3 separate regions of the Zea mays genome follow, and regions 1 and 2 are each linked to region 3. The links are chromatin contacts, called in public Hi-C maps. All regions are on one chromosome and are shown on one strand. The core of a region is the stretch at or near the end of the contact, and the rest is flanking DNA. Distances in the headings are between cores, read along the strand shown.

What was found. Hi-C and Micro-C count contacts between places; a contact is called where the count stands out from the background.
Region 1: a Hi-C map of leaf shows a contact between it and region 3, with 5 times the contacts expected there. The contact joins the promoter of LOC100279503 here to the promoter of LOC100384179 in region 3. A contact is called at or near these places in 2 of 25 Hi-C or Micro-C datasets (ear and leaf).
Region 2: a Hi-C map of leaf shows a contact between it and region 3, with 6 times the contacts expected there. The contact joins the promoter of LOC100273464 here to the promoter of LOC100384179 in region 3. A contact is called at or near these places in 2 of 25 Hi-C or Micro-C datasets (endosperm and leaf).

What each region holds. Positions count from the first base shown.
Region 1 is chr5:133,454,715-133,457,570 of Zm-B73-REFERENCE-NAM-5.0, forward strand. LOC100279503 (Topoisomerase II-associated protein PAT1) reads left to right here and starts at 1,261. Exons shown (of 6, transcript NM_001152504.1): 1 at 1,261-1,427; 2 at 1,520-1,673; 3 at 2,201-2,355. The coding sequence starts at 1,664.
Region 2 is chr5:134,249,141-134,252,139 of Zm-B73-REFERENCE-NAM-5.0, forward strand. It overlaps LOC100273464 (lysine ketoglutarate reductase trans-splicing protein), which reads left to right and starts at 1,591. Exons shown (of 14, transcript NM_001156498.2): 1 at 1,591-1,895; 2 at 2,254-2,369; 3 at 2,514-2,619; 4 at 2,709-2,852. The coding sequence starts at 2,338.
Region 3 is chr5:133,747,925-133,751,015 of Zm-B73-REFERENCE-NAM-5.0, forward strand. LOC100384179 (SGNH hydrolase-type esterase superfamily protein) reads right to left here and starts at 1,284. Exons shown (of 5, transcript NM_001176755.1): 1 at 914-1,284; 2 at 680-837; 3 at 1-239. The coding sequence starts at 1,211.

The DNA of each region.
Region 1 (2,856 bases), core at 11-2,510, 290 kb before region 3:
TGCGTCTGGTCAACCTCCTCAACTCATCGGCTGAGACTTGCATCTATCTAATGACGTCTAAAACACCATTCCAAACTCTATTTAATCTCTATGCCTACACAAAAAATCGAAGAATGAGATTCTCTGACACATCAATATTGCCAATCCAAATCTATAATGTTCCTAACACTAAAACATACCGAATCATGTGTGCTGGATTATCGATGGCGCAAGCGTATTCTGCTAGTGCCATAAAGAATGTTGCTCGTGTCGAGCGAGGCACCCACGGTGGCTGTGCCCCTACTCCTAACAATGTCATTTGCCTACGTTTTGTCATAGATTCTGTATAGTTATGTAAACTCAAGTATAGTTCTGTAAACTCAAATAGTCACTAAAATAGTGACTGCGTATAGTTCTATAAACTCAAATGGTGACTGAGTTGAGGGTAACGAGATAATTTGGAATAGGGACTCAGTTTTGTAAACGTAATAGTGACTGAACCATTACAAATTCATGTGACTGAACCATTCCAAATTCATGTGACGCAATAGTGACTGAACCATGTCAAATTCATGTACTCTGCTTTCTGATGGCGTCTAAAATCTAATAGTGAATGAAACATGCAGTAATATAGCAAGAACAAATATAAATCTCTTACCAAACTACCATGGTCTTGAGGAGTAATGAGAAAAGGGGAGCTTGGACTGCATCGACGCCTCCATTTCCGACGAGCGCGAACCAAGAGCGGCTAGGAGAAATGGATGACGACTACTCATGGACGAGAGCGCTCTCGGCAGCGTGGAAAGGGGAGCTTGGACTGCATCGACGCCTCCATTTTCAACGAGCGCGAACCAAGAGCGGCTAGGAGAAATGGATGACGACTACTCATGGACGAGTCTAACTTGAGATGTGTTTTTAGCAACAGGATGACAAGTAGAGAGGAGAAAATCCAGTAACAGCCGCCGTGAGAGAGCCCGGCGTGAGAAAACTATAGACAGGGTTTAAAACACATACGATAACCAATCTTCAATATGGCAGATGTTATAATACTAGAATCCTAATTATCTGTCTTGGAGTAATAATTTTAAGAAGTTGGAATACCTGAGTTTTTTTTAAAAAAAACTCGACAGACGGTTGTAATGGGAAACAAAAAAAAAATCCAAAGATAATGTCCCTATCTTTAGGGCCGGTGCTTTCTCACGGGAAAAGAAGGAAAAAAAAGCCTCGTCCAGTCGTCCCAGTCCCGACCCCTTCCGCCTCCGGGACTCCTGCCTACGTCATACCATCGGGCAGCCGAACCCTCGATTGGCCGCCGCCGCCGTAAGAGAGACCGACGTCCTCCTTCCACTGCCGAGCGACACCTCGAATTTCTCTCTCATCGTCATCCCTTCTCCCCTTTATTCGCGTCGCGCATCTGGGAGATCCAGCCAGCGTGATTTGTGTTATCGGTAAGGAATTGTTCATGTAGGAGTTTCGTTTTGGTTTCTCTTTGCTGCGAGTCCATGCAGTCAGATCCGTGTCTCGCTTACTCCCCGTGCAGGTAGCTTTGGATTTGTTTGTGACCCGGCGCTAACCCAACCCATCCGGTGGTGGATTCAGCTTCTTGGATACCTTGGTGGCGGATGTTCTGCTCGTAGCAACTTGTCTCCCAGAATTTTTTTGGGGGCTAGACGCTACCCCTGCCATGGAATCAGGTGTTCAATCAATTCCTCCTAGTTTATTTGTATTCCCATGAGTGTACATTTTTCATTTGGTTCTTATGATAGCGATTGGAGTTGTTCCGGTGAACCATATTCGTTTCCCCTTGACTTTTCTTTTTTTTTTCAGATTATTTACACTGTCAATAAACAGTTTTTCCGAAATCAATGAGTTGAGATTTTTCTATGGGGTTTGTTGGCATTTGATATTATCTTAACAATTGGTTGAATAATTTTGCTACAGCGGTCATGGATAGCTAATGACGTCTGTTGCAGTTAGTTCTGATGTCCACCATTGCTTGGATTAGCTTTTAGTCTAGTGAGGGAATAGGTTGTGAATCTCCAATGGTTCTGATGCAGTGTTCCGTTTTGAGCTCATTTTAAGCTGCCTTACTGCTGGGAACTTCTTTGAAGCTGTTGTACTCTGTAACAATTTCTTAGCCTGCTATATCTAGTCTTGTTTTTGCTATATTTGCCCTATGGCATCTGATACTGATTGCCAGATTATTGATATCCCTGTACAGGCGATACCAAATTTGATGCATCACAGTATGCTTTCTTTGGCAACAATGCCGTGGAGGAGGTTGAACTAGGTGGATTGGATGATGATGATGATGCTGCATTTATTGAGCACGAAGATGAAGAAAACCCTCTTTATGGGAGGGATAATATGTTGGAGGTAGTGTAGATGATCATTTTTTGTGCTTGACAGAGCTTACATATGTTTGAAGTGATAAATGTTATCGATTTTTTTCTTTGTTGATAACAAAGATGACACAGTGAATAAGTTATATGTTTGTGGTTTTATAAACCAAAGAATTGTTAGTTATTATGAAGCTTCCTTTTACATGAGAAGGTAGCATGCTCACTTTTCAATTTAGAACTTGAGGGATGAGTCTTGAAGGAGTTGATTTGACCATTCTTTGCTTGCTCTCTATTATCATTCTGTTTGTCATTCGGAGCCTGGTAGAGGGTACCAACAATTTTGTGTCACGTAAGTTCATACATGCTGGCATTGTCATTTTTGTGATTCTGAAAACATTCAACGCTGATACAACTGAAAGCCTGTGAAATAACAGTCATATTTTTGGGGTTGGTGTGACATTACCAAACATATATCACCTTGAAATTTTGGAAGATGGCATTGTGGTTTTTGCAATAATAAAGTTGTTAACAATTA
Region 2 (2,999 bases), core at 341-2,840, 500 kb after region 3:
TATTATTTTCAAATGCACAATCAAATAAACTCCAACATGATGCACTTGTTATTTATATGTTCTTGGCTAATTTCATACTTAGATAAGATTGTTCACATGTGATGGTAAATAGAGATGGCACATATAAGGAAAATAATGTCTCCTTTAATATTTGTATTACAAATTGGGTATTAAAGAAGCCCCTGACGATTGGGTCCCATGTGTAGGTGACATAGGCGTGTGTGCGTGCGATCGACCGGCGAACCCCACTTGTAAGCGACGTCCAGTGTATGTGCGCGAGACCCGAACTGAGGAGTGGGCCCGTTGCGTCAGTCATAAGAGTGGGCTGCCACGCGCCAATGGGCCGCGGTGTTAAGGGCTACCGTTGTATGCTAGGTCGGGAAGAGGGATTCGGCCCACGGGTCGGCTTTACCTTTTTTCTTTTCTGTTTTCACTTTCCTAATTTCAAATCAAGTTTGAATTCAAATTTCGAATTACCTATAAATATAGTTCAAACTTCAAGCCAATTTAGATGCACAAATTAAAATCTCGGCATGGATGCAAAGTTTCTTTTACTTATTTATTACTTACTTTAATAAATGTCTCTAAATATAATATTGATGAAAGGAGTATTCACTCAAATAAATAGTCGAAAGTAAAGCGTAGATCCTGTCTGAATGAAAGAGATTTCGTAAGTAATTCAGTAAGTAAGGCAGATCCTTAATGCTGAAGAAGAGTTGGGATGCGATATGATAGCACTCCTATATTTTGAGAAGCTGCCCTCGAATTCCTTCGTTGAAAGAACGAAATTAGTATCGGAACTCCTACTTCTAACTGAAATTGGTAGCTGCAAAGTAAAGTTAAATAGCGAAAGGATAAGACAAGGGAAGGAGTCTCATTATTGCTATATTTTGACAAGCTAAATCCTCCTATTATTTATTTTTCTGAGATTAAAAATTATGTTTAAAATTTAAAAAGTCCAATCTAGATTTGAGTCATCGAAGTTTAATGCTATCCTTATTTATTTTTAAGATCATAACTCCAAAGTAGAAAAACATGTATTAAGGACAATTTAACCTATGTTTATTGAACAAAAATTTCTTGAATCCCAAAGATTTGGGGTTTTACATCTAGAGAAGCATGCTCATCAGTTTCGCCCGGGCACTTGCTGGGATGATGAGATTGAGGAGAAGCATCCTATACGTGTCGTGGATTCGTGTGGTTGGCCACGAGTTGATTATACAAAAATATAAGTTTTTTTAATGGGGTTGACACACGACGACCGTTGAACCTATTGGTTTACCGAGTAAAGAAATTATATAATTTTGTTACTAAAATCGGACGCGAAAAAACTTTCTTTTATTTGATCGTATAAATTATTGATCCGTGGAATGCATTTGGAAAAAATCGATAGCGCAGCACACCGGGGAAACAGGAGAGGATGCCACAATGTTAGAGCATTTTGACAAGGGTAGAACCGTAGAGCTCAGATAGGGCGTGGTGGTGATTTGTGAATGATTGCTTGCCATGTGTGGGACAACCAGATCCTGTGCTGCGCCCAGCTCAACAATCCCAAATTCCATTACTGCCCACCTGCATCGTCCTCTCTGTAGGCTGCGGTGTTTGCATCGTCCAAAACTCCAAATACATACATACAACATGCTAGCCTAGTCCTCTTCTAGTCGCCTCTACCCAGTTACTTGCATCGCCCCGTCAAGCACGCCGCCGGCACGCGGCCCTCGGTCTCCCCGCCGCGCCCTCTGCCTCCGCCCGAACAAAGCCGTCTCGCCGTCGCGTTGCCTTCCTTACCGTCCACCGCGGGCAGCCGTCCTAGTACTCGGTTGGTCCTCCCCTGCTGCCCTTCTACGGTGGAGGAGCGGAGATCCTGCCGTTTTCCGGCTGATTTCTTCTAATTGGTATGCCCGGGTTGATTTCACCGTGTCGTGATTTGTCCGGACGGTGCAAGTCCAAATCTTTCCTCGCCACTGCATAAAAATTTAAATTTTTGCTGCGAGATTCCGTCCCGGTCGTCTCAATCTCAAAGTCTATACGCGTCTCTTGTTAGACTAGTCGCAAGTTGGTCATGGCTTCGAGATCGACTTCTTAGTCTTCTCAAGTCTATACGCGTCTATTGACAGAAATAACAAAAAAGTTTCCCCCCCCTTTTCAGCATCGTACCCTGCTTAATAATTGCTCTGTTCGGCAAAATACCTTGCTTGGCAAGAAGATCTGATTTGTTCTTTCTCTCTCCCTCTTTTGGCTCAACAACTGCAGCGGGGCAAGTTCCGTGGATAGTCAATACTGCTTGTGCTGTTGAGCTAATATTAAGTTCCTGCTGGGAGAACTTCTGCAGTTCCTATGGCAAAGCCTCTCAATGGCAGTGGCCGTAGGTATGTTCACTACCACATCCACAAACTTCATAAGCAGTTCTTGTTCAGTCTGTAGATTTAACTGCTAGTGTACCTAATGTTGGGCAATTTTATGTCCTCGGTGCCACTCATCGTAATTTTACTGCCAATTTTTGTTATTAACAGCATGCCAAGATCGAATGAGGGAATGCGGCTCATATTTTCGGCAGTTGTAGGTGTCATGCTGGGTTACCTGTTTGGGATCTCCTTCCCTACAGTCAACATAACCAAGGTAAATTGACACACTTGCCTCTCTTGTTTTTGTGTCTCATATACTTGCTTTAGAGAAGGGGGAAAACACTACTCTAATGTGGCTTGCAGCTTCACTTCCCTTCGAGTATCATCTCTTATATCGAAGATAGGAACTCTGGCATCACAACCCAGACATTGTTGAACCATGCTTGGGCATCTGCAAACAATCATAAAAAGAATAGTTCTGAATCTAACACTGATGAAATTCCCGAGGTACTTCAACACACTACTGCCTTCTTGTGTTGCCATATTAGCTGTATACTTATATGTCTGTATTGGCCTAAATTAGGTATCGTATTTGTTATTTTTTGTGGTCCATTCCTAATTGTTTATTTTTATACATATGTTACTGCTGTGTCT
Region 3 (3,091 bases), core at 34-2,533:
TTGATTTCTTGTCTCATTGTGCTTACAAGGAGCTGGTTGAACTCCCAAGGGAGGTACCGCATCTGGACACCAGACACATTGCGAAGGTAGTAGTGGATGAAGTCATTGCTCCCGATGGACACAAAGAACACGGACCTCCTGAATAGGTTGCCCGCTGCCGCCTCCCCAAGAGCCAGTGATAGCTGCTCATATGTGTCCTCGACCTGCTGCACCTGCTGGGTCAGCGATACATGCATTCCCTACAGCACAACCAAGATTACAGCTAGAATCACTCGATTAATTTAAGAACCACAAAACTGACTGAACTGATCATAAAGTAAGAACATTTTTTTTGTAAACCAAATTATGACGATGCTGGCCAGCTAAGGTTAGCACCAGATTTGGGGTAATGGGATTCGTGGGATGATATATGAAGTATAGATGTAGGCCCTCCGTTTCGAATTATAAGTCGTCCCAACTTCTTTGGAAAAATCAAAGTGTTTGACCAAAATTATGAAAAAATTACAAAGATTTCTGCCATTAAATAGACATACTATAAAAATATAATTGATGAAAAATCTAATGATATTCATTTCATGTTATAAATGTTATTTGTTTATTATATAATTTTGCTCAAACTCAAGATGCTTTAACTCTCTAGAAATTTGGGATGACCGTTCGGAGCAGAGGGAGTATATACAAGCTCAGAGCCACTGCTGGAGATGATGCCGGCTGCCGCCGACGCGTAGTTGACGCCTTGTATCATCCCATCAATGTTTGTGAGGCCAACGCCGCCGGCGCCCGTGCGCATGCTCTGTTCAAGGTAGGGAGGCACGAAGGGGAGGCCCAGTCGCTCAGCTGCACAAATCGATCTTTCCAATAAGTGTGGCTGAACCAAACAACGAGAGGAGGCCGCAGAGCCTGCCCTTATTACCGATGTAGTCGACGGGGATGCGGCCGTTGGAGAAGCGCCCCGTGGGGTGGTGCGTGTCGAAGTCCCGGCCATAGGGCTCGCGGTCGGCGCGGGCGAGCGTGCCCAGATAGTTGTTGGTGCCTACGTCGGCCGTTGAGTCGCCGATTACGAAAAGCGCCGGGACCAGCGGTGCGGGTCGCGGGGACGGGGAAGGTGAGGACGGCGAGGCCGCGGCGGCGGCGGCGGCGGCGGCGGCGGCGCATCGGCGGGGACCGGAGAGGAACAGGACTAGGAGGGCAAACAAGGGCGCCACCGCCATTTCCAGCGCGCGCGCTTGGTGGTGGTGGTGAGTTGGCGCGCTCGGGTAGTGCGTAGTGGTGTGCAGTGTGCTCTGGGCCGTTTGGCTTGCCGGCCCGTACGTCGTGTTGTGAAGTACTGAAGTGGGTTGCTGGTCGAATCTAGTTAGGCCTCCCTTTTTATATTTTATTAATTAAAGATGATCTAGTTAGGGGTTAGAATTAGATGATGCTAGAAGAGAAACGCACAAGTAGGCAAGATCAATCAGATATATTTTGGATATATCTAGTACTCTCTCCTTACTGCGGTGATAATAGATCATGATCAAATGTTTTCTTCACAATTCATTTCATTTGAGCCTTTAATCAATTTTAGTTTAAAAATAAATATAAATAAAGTTCGATCCTTATTTAATCCAATCCGTTAATTCTATAATGTAAAATTTAGAGTCCATTGCCACCCTTACTTCTTACTAAATTAAAAGATGTTTTGACTTTTATAGATCTATAATTTTTGTTATGCACCTAGACGTGTTGTATATAGGTATATATCAAAACTATAAATATAGAAATATCAGAATATTTTATAGCTTGGGACGCAGGAAGTAGATAAGTTAATACATTGTCGCACTTTGGCAGGTTGTAACCGGCTGTGTTTGGTCATACCTAGTATTTGGTACATTGCTAATCGATTTCCTCTTCGTTCTTCCTTTTATTTGTGGATTTGTCTCATCTGCTATGATTGAGTACATGTTTCATTATGTTTGTATGGATTCACCTTTGATAATATGTTCTAGGGTTTGTATTTCACTTTCTGAGTCGTAACTCCTACGGATATGTCCATACTTTTGTAGCTTGTGGTGTTGATTTGTTCAGTGTCGCAACTACAATGACTCTTTGTTCTTTTCCAAAGATGTGCTAGGCTTTCTGCCTTTGATGTGTATGTTGGGTGTATATTCCTACTCTTTTTCTCCCTGTGCTTTGTCTCTCTCCCCTCTTGATTACTTTCACCCACTCTAGATATGTCACTAAGTACTAGGGTTGGATGGCCAATGATGTGTTGTATATTTCTAAGCATTACTAGCATGGTCTATGATGTGTTGTACATTTTTAGCATTGCTAGATTCATGGGCACTTGGTTGTGCAAACTTGTGATATCCCAATTTTCTGAAAAGAGGTTAAATTTCTTTTTTCTCCTTTCTTTCATGTTCTGTGGCATTGGGGTTTGGAGTTTCAGGAGGCATTCCTCACAGAAACAATAGATCTTTTGGCATTTTTTCCGCTGGGGTGTTACAGTTGAGCTCTGATGGGAGAGCGTGTTCGGGCCTTTGATCTCGATCCGATGGATGGGTGCCCCCCTCCTTCCCAACCCTAGCCGACCCCCTCTCCTTCTCCCCTTTTGGCCGCCCCCTCCCTCTTCCTCTCCTCCCCTGGGGCAGCCGACCTCTACCCTCTCTACGGCTTCCTCCTCCCTCTAGATCTCCCCCCACGCAACAAGGATCAAGAAGAGGAGGAGCATGTTGAATTGAAGAGGGAGAGAGGATCAATGAGATGTTCTTCCCCCATCTCTTCTTGAAGAATTTCTTGGGGAAAACCTTAGGTGTCTACACTCTGAATTATGCCTAGTACATTTTTCTTCTTCGATGAAGGCAAGTGAATGTAGCTGTGGTTGCTACCGTTTTGACCTGTTATTTCTATCGCCTACACTCTAATATTCAGAATCATCGAATTCTTTCATAATTGAACTCTATGATGATGTTTTACTTGATTGTATTATATTGATGCTCTATTATATATTGATGATGATTATGGTTCGAGTATGACCCATGAGATTAATTCACACCCCTGAAGGTGAATGAAGTATTATTTGAGGTTTGTATTGTATCTTAAGGTAAACGAAATA